Regions from separate parts of the Sus scrofa genome. Here region 1 is linked to region 2. A link is a contact called in public HiChIP or PLAC-seq data. All regions are on one chromosome and are shown on one strand. Each heading gives the region's core, a stretch centred on a gene start, on an enhancer-like site or on the middle of the called end of the contact. The rest is flanking DNA. Distances are from core to core; before and after follow the strand shown. Region 1 overlaps ZNF516 (zinc finger protein 516). Region 2 has its middle 91 kb from the start of ZNF516.

Region 1 (6,612 bases), core at 3,848-6,347, 140 kb after region 2:
GAGCCGGCCGAGTACCTCAAGTACGCGGCGTGGGACGAAGCGCTGGCAGGGGACGTGGCCTTCGACAAGGAGCGGCGTGAGTTCATCCTGGTGAGCCAGGAGAAACGCAAGCGTGAGCCTGAGCCCGGCGCGCCGGGACCCCCGCGCAAGAGGGCGGGAGCGCCCGGGGACCCTGCGCCTGGGCCCCTGGACCCCCGGCCGGCCGCGCGTGCCAGCCGCCGAGCAGCTGCCCCTGCCGGCCACAGCAAGTCGTCCGAGTGTTTCGAGTGCGGCAAGATCTTCCGCACCTACCACCAGATGGTGCTGCACTCGCGCGTGCACCGGCGCGCGCGCCGCCACCGCGAAGGCCCTGGGGAGCGCGTGCCCCGCGCCCGCTGCGGTTCTCTCAGCGAGGGCGACTCGGCCTCACAGCCCAGCAGCCCTGGCTCAGCCTGCGCCGCTGTCGACTCCCCGGGCTCCGGCCTGGCGGATGAGGCCGCCGATGAAAGCGGAGAGGAGGGCACAGCCCACTCTGCACCAGGTGAGCGTGTGCGACCGGCTGGTCCCGGCGCAGGTAGGGTGGGCTCAGGTTGCCCAGGTACCCGCAGCTCTGTGCCTGGGTCGCCCTTGCCTAGGTAGCCCGTGTCCAGGTGGCTTGGGCTCAGGTAGTCCTATGCCGGGGCAGTCCCACACCCAAGTGGTTCAGGCTCAGGAAGCCCTTGCCCAGGTATGTCACACTCAGGTAGCCCAGGCTCAGTTAGCCCTGTAGCCAGATGGCCCTGTGCCTGGGTTGCCCTAAACCCAGGAAGTCCAGGACCCATAGAGCACGGCCAGGTGGCCCAGGCCAGGGAGTCCTGGAGCCCAGGTCACCCGTGCTCAGGTAGCTGAGGCTCAGTCAGCCCTGTCCCTAGGTGGTCTGACACCCTGGTTGGCCAGGACCACATAGTCCTGGTGCTAAGGTGGCCCTGTGCTTGGGTACCCTTTCCCAGGTGTCCGAGGCTCACGTAATTGTGGCTTAGGTAGCCTGGCTCTCAGGTATTCTATACCCACTGTGTATCTGGAGCTCCCGCTGGTGGGTGCAGACCCCGCCCCTGTCAGCTCCACTTCAGTCTCCTGTTTGCTGATTGCCAGTAGCATTTGCATAAATTAACGCTCTTGAGGTGATGGTCTCCCTGGTGCACCAGTCATTTCTGAGCCAATAATGGGAGATGGATCCCCTCCTTCTCTGCAGTTCCCACCCAGCTCCCTCACCCTCAGCTGGCACACACTCCCTTTCCTCTGCTCCCTCCTTGCAGCAGACAGCTGGGTAAAAGACAAACTTCAACTTGTGTGCAGTTATAATTAATCTCCTTGGATTCAAGTAACCCTGTGGATTTAGAGACGGCTAATTGGAACCAGATTACTTTCCAAATTGCAGCTATGTAAATATTTAAATATGCTTGGCCAACTTTGTTTTCATCATTTTCCTATTTTTTAAAATAAATTTTAAACATTTTGATATTTTCTTCATTATTTTTTGTTTTGGGTAATTCTTTTAAGTGGAGGGTGATGTTTCGGTTTCATACTTGTGACTTTCTTCACATAGCCAGGAATGTTTTTCTCTTCTTCCTGAAAATTGGTTAATGGATGTTGCTTTTACTGAAGAGTCATAGATGATAGAAACCCAGGTGCTTCAGCCGGGCTTTTATTTTCTGTAGTGAGGAAAACCACCCCTGTGCATGTCTTATTAAAAAAAAAAGCCAATAAGTGTGTGTTATATTTCCCTTATTAAACATTTATCCAGTTCTCCTGAGCAGTTTGATTATAGGTTTATATGGTATGTATAATGTGAGCATCTGATATCACGAATATGTATGGAGTCAGTAAAAGTGTAGAAAGAATTTGTTTCTCTGATCCTGGAGGGCATTCTGTGCTGAATTTGCACAAACATATATGTGGGAAAATGAAAAATAACACATCATGTATGCATCAGCTTGTATTTTGTATTTCATTCCTTAATCATTTAAGTGGGAAGGAGCAGGACAATATACTGTTATCTGAAAATGCCCCATTTGTGAGCTTTTTTGGATTCTTCTAACAGCTGGTCATATAAAACCTGGGGAACCCAATTGTGTCCCCTGGGTGGCATTTTTAAGATGAGTTCTTGGTTTCCCTTTTGAAAAATACTGACAACAATAGATTTTACTGGTCAGATTTCAGTAATACAATGGTTGCATTTTGGAGTACATTACATGAAATATTACACTGGCCATCATTTTTTTTTTTTTTACGTTGAAGACTAATATTTTTAATTTTGGGGAAAGCTCTTGAGCTTTCTTTCCGTCTATTAGGATGGCAGTGAAATGATGAATAATAAGCTAATCCAGTGGTGCTTTCAAAGTCAAGATGTTGGAAAGATCAAATTTCAGTCACTCTCAACTGGAATTTACTTTTTTTTCTTTCTCAGGTTCATTAAATTTTAGAGATTATCATTTACTTCTTAATGAGATTATATGTATTTTCTGTATATGTAATCTACTTTTTGAGAAATTTTGGTACCTGAGATGATTCCATAACAAGATTCTATGTGGTAGTGAGTTTTAACAAGTTGACAGCAGAATATTGTAGCTTATGGAGAAACTGTAGCAGAAGGGATTTATGGCATGACAGTGGCATAAAATGTTGAAGAACATTGTAGGTCTGCCGTGAGTCACTTTTTGTAAACCCAAAGGACAGTGTCTTTCTTCTTAAAAACACAAGTTTTATATCATAATAGGGTTTTAATGCTCTAGCCGGCATTGAATTGCTGCCCTGTGGATGCCCCTTAAGGAGAGAGATGCATTCTGTGGATTTAATACTCACGAAATTGAGTATTTTGGGATTGGCAAGACCTTGGGAATGGCTACTTTGGAAAAGCAAATGGATATTTTGAATCCTCTATTTTGATCTACAGTGAGCCTTTCTTTTGTTAAAAAACACATTCAGCTTTGGAAAATAACTTGCCTTTCATGTCACTGAATGATTACTTAGATCTTTAAACCATTTAAATGATGCTAAACTCTCATAGAAACTGGATGGGATGACTGGTTAAAATTATGAGAGGAAACAGGTAGAAGTTGAGAGACAAAAGTTCATACCAGTTCTCAGAAGGATGCATTTGGCTACTTGTGGTAGCGAAGTTGACGTTAGAATTTAGATCTTTGTGACCAGTTAAGTCCTCATTGTGCCATAATTTTCCTTAAAGATTTTTTCATGTCCAGGAGTGGATTTGAATGCTGCTCCTGGATCTAGAGATGATTTGCATTATCAGATTAATGGAAAGAAACTCCATTTTTAATTTTTTTTGTGGAACATTCTTTGTTGAGTGTTGCCTTCTACTCCTTGGGAAAGCACTGATTATAACACTACCTTTATTTCCACGTAAGACCAGGTTCCAGCTGCCCTCATTACTGACTTAAAATAGTCTAAGAGAAAAGTTGTGAATAAAATTCAATACCTAAAATGTGTTACTGAGCTAGGTTTAAGTCTTCATTGAGAAACTGGCACCTATAGAAAGTATGTGTTTGGGAGTTTGCATCGTGATGCATCGGAAATGAATCTGATTAGGAACCATGAGGTTTCGGGTTTGATCCCTGGCTTTGCTCAGTGGGCCATGAGCTGTGGTGTAGGTTGCAGCTCGAATCTGACATTGCTGTGGCTCTGGTGTAGGCCAGCGGATACAGCTCCAATTAGACCCCTAGCCTGGAAACGTCCATATGCCGCAGGTGCGGCCCTAAAAAGACAAAAAGGCAAAAAAAAAAAAAAAAAAAAAAAAAAAAGAAATATACGTTTGGAGTTCACAAAAATCATTCTAATTAGGGAAGAGGGGCATCAAAAGGGAATGTAATCGAGATTTGTAAAAATTAACATTTTCAAACCCCAAACAGAGTCAGGGCATTCAGAGGTTCACTAAAGGCAGGAGAATATAGCTTCATAGGTGAACAGGCCAAAGTGGCAGGAACCCTGCTCAGAAAGCGCTGGGGGGACCTAGGAAGGATGGAAGATGCTGAGTGTGTCTTGAGGGATTGAGTTCACAAGGTCCCTGGGCTGTTCTATGTGGGACCTTTGGGAGAAGCCTGACCTCATGTTGGGGGACCCCCACTTGATGCAAAACCTGCTCCTCCTGTTTATCTGTGTGTCACTTTTGCTAAAACTTAGATGACTACCCTCGGTTTTTATTTTTTATTGAAGTGTAATTGCTTTACAATATTATATTAGTTTCAGGTATACAATATAATGATTCAGTATTTTTCTGAAGAGTTATTACAGATAATGGCTATATTTCCCTTGGATTTAACTGTCTTTTGTAATTCCAACCTGTATCACATCAAATTCATAGTCTATTGAACCCACCCTCTCTCTGTATCTGGATAGTGTCTGTAACTTAATTGGTAGTAGAGCCCCAGGTTTTGAAATTGCAAATATAAAATTGTGAATATTTGACTGTTCTTAACTAACAAAGATAGCAAACAGTATGGTTCAACTTAATAGAGTAAAAAGTTCTTAAACCAAATTCGTAGTCTGAAGAATTAAGGAGAGAGTTTTCAGAATTAAAAAAAATATATATAGTCAAGGGAAAGAAAGATCATTAGAAGGAAGAAGTGGGTTTATTTTAGAAAGCTTCGATTTTCTTACATTTCTCTGTTGCTGTCTCCCTGCAGGCCAACATTCTCAGATATTACAGCTCATTTTATTTCTGTCCCAATTGAAAGAAGAGCCACAGTGTTCTGTGTATCAAATGTTGGGCACATGCTTTGAGACTGACCAGTTGTCCATGTTGGTGGTGGGTGAGGCTGGCCAGGCTGTGGTCACCCAGTTCCCAAAAAGGTTAATCAGCCATTTTTTTTCTTTATTCTTTTTCTTTTTCTGGCTAGAACACTGGACAGTCATGAGAATAACTGAAGGAGAAAATGCTGTTAGATCCCTCCCATTGTAGCAGCTTTGGTTGAATGTAGCTAATGAAAGTTAAAGGGTGGAGTTTAGGGTGGGCTGGGGAAGGGGTGTTTGCAATGGTGGTGGGACCTGCTAGGATGGGAAGCTTTAGTTGCTACTTATTCTTAGCATGTACATGGGGCTAGAGCAGAAGGAACTCTAAAGGGACACACTCTCCCCATCATCCTTCTGGCCAGGTCTGCGCAGGGTGAGTGTGTCCTGAGCTGGGAAGCTGGGACCTGCTTGCCGGGCCCCCCTTACCCCCTGGGTCCCGCCTCAGATGCCCCGCGATGGGCAAAGACTTTTGTCTGAACTCAGAACTTCATCAGTGGCCCCAACAAGAGGCTAGAAACAGCACCCCAAAGAAAGGTGTTGGGCATCAAGGAGATAGAAACACAGTAAATGAGGCAAGGGAAGTTCTGCATGCGGATGGGAAACAGAACACATATGACTATGGAGACGCAAGGCAGGCACAGCTGGGAACAAGCCTGAATGTGAATTGAACCTCCAGGGGCCCGGGCTAAGGCAGGGCTTGTCCTGAGGGGATCAGTCCTAAACGGTACCCAGGGCCTGTTCAAAAGGAGCCTACAGAATTGGTGCAGGTGAAGGCAGGAGGCCAGCTCTGCTTGGACACTGTTCACTCCGGCTCTTAGCCTAGCTTCCCCATCACGCCAGTGGCCAGAGGTGCATCTTGAGTGGTGCCTGGTAAACGTCCACATGCAGCTTGCTCGGCCGCTCATGATGCTGGCACAGGTGCCAGGCTGCGTGTGAGATGCGCTGTGCCAGGTGCCCATGAGAGTCTGGGGCACAGGACTGGGACAGGGCCCGGTGAGAAGGGGGCTCAAGACAGTGGCGATGAAGATGAAGGGAGAGCAGGTCGACTCCAGATTGAGAAGAGGGGCCACAAATTGCGACAGGTCCTTTAAGCAGACCGTGAGGGTGACACCATCCTTAGTGTTTTATACTGTACTGAACACTGACAAATTTAGCTGGGAATAAAGTGAGAATTGAAAACCTTTATATTAATTCTTATTCAGTATAAATATGCAGTGAAGTTCTTTAAGAAAAAAAATATTCAGATGCGCTTGACAGCCGCCTGCAGAATGCCCTCTGGTTTAGTCGGCATCTTAGCAACCAGAACCAGCCTCCGTCAGCGCGTGCACGGAGACGACGTTAATTGTCCATGTGGCACTGTGATCCCCTGGTGTGCCTCTGCATCATCGAAAGAAGATTGAATTACGAGGAGAGTAGCGCCTTCGAAGTGTGGTTTGTTGTATTCTGATTCTTCCAACATTGATCATCTGTGCGTGGCGGGCGTGCTGATATTTGCCTGGACAGAATGTTGCACCCCCAGCCTTCCAGAATGAATTTATTACGCTGTGAACTGGTCAGACTCTGGAGATTAGACTTGGTTTTCTCTCTCTTGCTGAGAGAGACACGAAAGGTCCACATCCTCAGGGTTGTGAGACAGACACCGTTCAGACACTTTGGTTTATTTGCAAAATGCGAACACTCGATTTGTTTTCTCTCTGTCTCTCACACAAAATAGAACTATAGATTTAGAGCTGGTAGGGAGCTGGGGGGTGTTTGGGCTGCCTGAGTTGTAGCAGTGAGGAAGCCAGGGTGCAGGGGAGTCGTTGTCACTTGCCTGGAGCCACTGGTGTGTTTATTGTCCAAGGACAG
Region 2 (5,662 bases), core at 405-2,904:
TAAATATGAGGCAGGTCCAGGCTTTTAATATGACTGTTTTTAACTTGCCAGATAATCAGAGCATTAAATGAAGGCGTAATTTGTCAGCCAGAAGCTCCTCTATTGTTCCCTGAAGCAAGTGGCAAGGGGGGGAGGGGGTGTCGGACTAATTCAATTCACTGGGGAACCAGTGTTTACATCCGCGAATCCTAATGGAAAGGCACACAGTTTCCAAACTGGAACAAATAAATAAGGATGCTCTTTGCCACTAAAGTAGGGGAGCCTTGCTGTATCTCTTTCTTGAATGGGGGAAGCCATGTTTTGAAGGACCATTTTCTTCCATGTGGAAATATTTATTTGCTGGCTCCTGCAGTGCTGCCAGGAAGTGCTAAAGCATCTCCTGTTAGAGTTTCAGAAGCAAATTGCTTCTGCACCGTTGTCTTGAGTTGCTGGATTAGGCTGTGTTTTCTCTGCCTCTCCCTGACGACTTCATCAATCTTTTTTTTTTTTTTTTTTTTTTTTTTTACTATAAGAGACTTTCATTTATTGCTCCTAGAAAGCCAGGGGCATCGTAGTGGATTTCTTTGGCAGAATCCTTGTTTCATTATCGAGAACCTGCGATGTGCTGGGGGATGGAGAGAGGTGGGGTCGCCTGACCAGGGCCCTCCTAGGTCCAGCTGTTGCACCAGGGACCCTCCTAGGCTTCCCCCCACCTTGAGCTGAGGGGAAGTGTGCTTTTTTGTGACACACACTGACTTGAATCCTTCAGAGATTTAAAAGATGACCTCTTTGCGCCCACACTTCGCCGTTGCCAGCGGGAAGAAGAGAGTTGCCAGGATTTTTGGCTCCTGAGGCTCTGGGCAAAGGCACAAAATGGGATGGAGGGAGGGGTGTGGGGAGAGGAGGGCTCTCCCAAGTGCCTGTTTTGCCTGGTTTACAAATACGCTTAGGTTGCACTTAGTCCTTGTGCTTTTAAAAGTGAAATTTTGGCATTGTGCAGTTAATCCAGACTAAAGCTCTTTGGTATATTGACTTAAAAGGGCTTCAAATGGCCAAACCTCTGCGGCTTGGGGAACATCTCTGGAAAGGTTCAATGGAGCCATTTTCTAAAGCTTTGTGGCACAAGCCCAGGATTCTCGGCCCCACTGAAGCTGCTGAGGGAAACGGGGTTCTCCCAGCAAAGCTGCCGCTCCTGTCTGGCCGCCTCTGAGTTGACAGGGGAACCGCGAGCGCTGAAGGGCTACAGGCACAGCCATGCAAGCATCTCCTTTGCAGCGAGCAAAACTGCATAATCTCTGTCTGTGTGGCCGCGGCCTCCAGAGAAACTAGCAAGATCCGGAAGAGGCCGAGGAGGCGCGGCCCAGGCCGGCCAGCAGGGGGCGCCACGGGCCCCGCCGAGACAAAGGCCGCCGCGCAGAGCCGGGAAATGGAGGCCGCGCTGGAGCCGCGGGCCCAGGAAGAACTGTTCCCTCCCTGGCCCAGCCGAGCCGCCGCCTAAATCCCAGCCCAGCGCCTCCCTGGTGGGCTGAGCCCACATCTTTACTAGGATGTCGCGGGCATCTGTCCCCTCATCACCAGAGCGGCTGTGAAGCGGGCCGCGATCCTGGGACCCGGGGCCGGCGTCCTCAGGGCCTGAGTGTCCCCTGCTCTGTGCGGCGACAAACCCGAGTCCCGCTGGGCCACCGGCCGGGGCACGTACTCCGGCATGGTGACCTGCCGGGTGGTGGCCTCATTCCAGGCCAGGCGACTGGGCGACCGGGAGAGCAGCCCGCCTTCCGCTCCCGGGAGTTTGCACGATCTGCAGGCACACGCGGCGCAGGCGATCCGTGGATTTTTTAAGGGGCCCCGGCCGCGCTCCGCGACCCTGGAGCCCAGAATGTTAACAAAATTGCTTTCATGTTGCCGGTCACGTGACCGCCGGGGCCCTCCTCCCTATCTCACCTGGTTCAGAACCCGCCCTTCCGTCTTGCAAGGGTATCCCTAGCCTGTGGGCCCGGACGCTGAGCCTGCGAGACTGCTGTCAGGCTCCAGTGCAAGTTGGGTCAAAGAGGCTTGACTGGACCTGCTGGGGGAGCGCAGGGCCTCTAATGAGTCCTCAGTTCACTCCGGCCTTCGGAGAACAAAAAGAGGCCTGTGAGTCATGGCCAGCCAGCTTCTCTCCCTCAAGCCCTAGACACAGGGAAGCATCTCCTCCCAAGCAGGCCACACCTGTGCCAGCTGCGGATGCTCCCGGCCCTGCTCGGCATTCCTGGGCCCTTTTGTCACGCTGCCCCACATGTTTGGGAATTTAATCCACGTTTCACTTTCCCTGGCCACATGGCCTGGTCTTTCCCAATGTTTAGCTGGAAAAAAAAAATCAAAGCCAAGTTTTGGAATTAAACTTCCTGTGTATCTTTGACACATTATAAGAGAGATAGGGAAGAAAGAATTAGGAGCCAGCTTCTGCAGTACTGGTACTTTCCCCTGTGCCCCAGGGAACCAGAGCCCATGCGCCCTCCCCTCCAGAGTTGAGGAAGCGCTGAATATGGTGATTAGGACAGACTGCATTGGATACACTTTCTTTTTTAAGATAAAAGTTTTATTTCAGAGAGAAGCACAAAGCCTCCACTGTCGTGGATAAGCCAGGCCTCGCAGGGACTCAAGGACCTTCCAGAGGGAAACAAAAGGCATTGGCTCTTGATTAAGAAAAGTCAGTGGTGGCCCAGCCCCTGGGGCCTCTCTGTCCCTTCCCTGGGTGCTCACTGCACAGGACTCTGAGCTCTCTCCTCAGGGACAGTTCTGCTCCTTACCTCTCAGACCCCTTACTCCCCCGAAACCCCTCAGCAGATAGGACTGGGTTTACCTCCTGGATTCCCAGGGGGTTCTCACTGGCACCCTGTAGAGCCCCAGCCTTGACCTTCCTCCATGCTTACTTTGGCCCCCTTGGACCTACTCCACTCAAACATCCGATGGCTCCATGTGTATGGATTGAGCACCAAGTGCAGTCCAGAGCACAATTCACTGCCCTGTCTTGGGGCGTAAAACCTACCCTTCCCCTAGTTCACCCTTAACTTGACTTCTCTTTTTTACCCCTCTCTCTATCCATTATCCCCCATAGATGGCATTTTTAACTTCATCCCTCCTTCCTCTTCTTCTTACAAAGTGAAAAGTGAGCATCGTCTCCAAGCCCTAAGCAAACCCTGAAGGACCTTCCCTTTTCTTTACCATCTAAATCTTAAAGGGAACAGGGTTTTTTTGGTTGTTTTGTTTTGTTTTGTTTTTGTCTTTTTATCTTTTCTAGGGCCGTTCCTGCGGCATAGGGAGGTTCCCAGGCTAGGGGTCTAATCGGAGCTATAGCCACTGGCCTACACCAGAGCCACAGCAACGCCAGATCCAAGCCATGTCTGCGACCTACACCACAACTCATGGCAACGCCGGATCCTCAACCCACATCCTCATGGATACTAGTCGGGTTTTTTTCTGTTGCACCACAACAGGAATTCTCTAGGTTTTTTGTTTGGTTTGTTTGTTTGTTTGTTTGTTTTTGCTTTTCCTGTGGGTCAGGAATTTAGCACTGGCTTAAGCTGGTGGTTCTGGCTCAGGATCACTAAAGAGATTGCATGAATGTGTCCCTTGGGGCTGTGGTCACCTGCAGGCCACTTCCAGAATGGTGACTCAACAGCAGGCTGGCTGGTCCTACATCGAGTGAAGTCTGCTCAGGGCTGTTGGTTTGTCCTACTGGTGGCCACCTCCCTCCAGAATGAGTGCGTGATCAGAGTTTAAGGCAGAAGCTGCAGTGTCTTCAGATGCCACAGTTTGGACATCTCACGACATCTTTTCTCCATTAGGCTATTGGTTGGTTACACACTGGGGATGGGAATACCAAGGGGGTGGATACCTGGGGCAAGGCAGCTTGCAGGACCATTTGGGGGCCACAGCAGGACGAAATGAGACTCTGGAAGAGGGAGGAACTATGGCTTTATAGAACCAGCCATGGTTTTCAAACCTTTATCTTTCTTTTTTTAAATTGAAGATTAGTTGATTTACAATGTTGTGTTAGTTTCAGATGTACAGCACAGTGATTCAGTTATATATATATATTTTTTTCAGATTATTTTCCCTTAGAGTGAAAATAATTTTTTATTATTTTAAAATATTTTAATATATTGAATATTTTAATATATTGAGTATATTTTACAATATTGAGCATCATTCCCTATGCTATACAGTAGGTCCTTGTTGCTATCCCTTTTTTAAAGCTGAACCCCTTTATCAAAAACCTTATATCAGAATGGCAGTTTATATAAAATTAAAATAGAGCTGTTCTAGTTTGAGCCACGAAGTCTGCTGGTTTCCCTCCCTAGCACTCCCTTCTTTCCTGTGCACCCCTCCACCCCAGTCAAGCGGTCCTTGAAACTTCTTCAAAGAACAAAGACATGGGCCCAGAGCATGTGAGGAAATGGGCCCTGCCAGGGCACTGGATACTTAGGAACATTTTTTGGAAGGCGGTTTTGCGACATCTATTAAAATTTAAGCGCACGTGTCCTTTGTCTAATCAATATTACTGCTAAGAATCCACCCCACAGGTAAACTTTCATAAATGCACAACTAGGTAGATACAGAGCAACATTTTGGAAACATTTAAATGCCCTTTGATAGAGGACCAGTTAGATGAATAACAGTACAGCAGGATACCAGGCACCTATTTAAAAATTAGTGGGTTTCATATATACTGAAAAGGAGAGATCGATTGTTACATAAAAGAGCAAGCTGCAGAATACCATTTATAGTTTGATCCTCCATATGTGCACATGTATACTTCACAGTCAGAGAGAATTTCTGGAAGACAGTAACATGGTTTCCCTTTGGGAAGTGAGAACGAGGAAAGTGTAGGTCACTGAAGGGATCCAAGAGATCCGTTTTTTTGTTGTTGTTGTTTTGTTCTGTTTTGTTTTGGTTTTTTTTGTCTTTTTGCCATTGTTTGGGCCGCTCCCACGGCATATGGGAGGGAAGCTAGGAGTCTAATCAGAGCTGTAGCCACCGGTCTACACAAAAGCAACAGCAACACGGGATCCGAGCCGCATCTGTGACCTACACCACAGCTCACGCAACGCCGGATCATTAACCCACTGAGCAAGGTCAGGGATCGAACCCACAACCTCATGGTTCCTAGTCAGATTCGTTAACCACTGCGCTTAACCACTGCGCCACGACGGGAACTACCCAGCAAGTGGCCGTTTTTAACTTTACACCATTTAGTATTTTTTGTTTTTATTTTTCATTTTCGAAGCCACAGGTGTGGTATATGGAAGTTCCCAGGCTAGGGGTCGAATTGGAGCTATAGCTGCCAGTCTACGCAACAGCCACAGCAACAAGGGACCTGAACCAGATCTGTTACCTACACCACAGCTCAGGGCAAAGTCAGATCCTTAACCCACTGAGCAAGGCCAGGAATTGAACCCACATCCTCATGGATACTAGTCGGGTTCGTAACCTGCTGACAATGGGAACTCCCACTTAGTATTTTTTAAATTGCTTTCAACCACTTTATGATGATTCACTTTCTTTGATTGAAATGACTTCATATACCATGATATTCACCATTGTGACAAGTATAATTCAATGGTTTTGGATGTCCTGTCTTGGCCCAGCAGAAACGAATCCAACTAGTTACCATGAGGTTGCGGGTTTGATCCCTGGCTTT

What was found. HiChIP or PLAC-seq counts read pairs in DNA pulled down with a chosen protein or histone mark.
Region 1: an H3K27ac HiChIP or PLAC-seq map of skeletal muscle shows a contact between it and region 2. The contact joins two enhancer-like sites. A contact is called at or near these places in 7 of 47 Hi-C or Micro-C datasets (heart right ventricle, liver, retroperitoneal adipose tissue and 2 more) and 2 of 2 datasets of contacts at active chromatin or transcription factors (alveolar macrophages and skeletal muscle).

Annotation. Positions count from the first base shown.
Region 1 is chr1:148,034,579-148,041,190 of Sscrofa11.1, forward strand. ZNF516 (zinc finger protein 516) reads left to right here. Exons shown (of 7, transcript XM_021099077.1): 2 at 1-520. Among named protein-coding and RNA genes, the nearest start is that of ZNF516, 50 kb to the left of the region's middle. Within about 2 kb of position 5,098, at least 3 of the 83 cell types and tissues checked have an H3K27ac peak or open chromatin away from gene starts, as enhancers often do. A contact at or near this core is called in skeletal muscle, where this site is marked.
Region 2 is chr1:147,894,212-147,899,873 of Sscrofa11.1, forward strand. No RefSeq gene overlaps it. Among named protein-coding and RNA genes, the nearest start is that of ZNF516, 91 kb to the right of the region's middle. Within about 2 kb of position 1,655, at least 56 of the 83 cell types and tissues checked have an H3K27ac peak or open chromatin away from gene starts, as enhancers often do. A contact at or near this core is called in skeletal muscle, where this site is marked.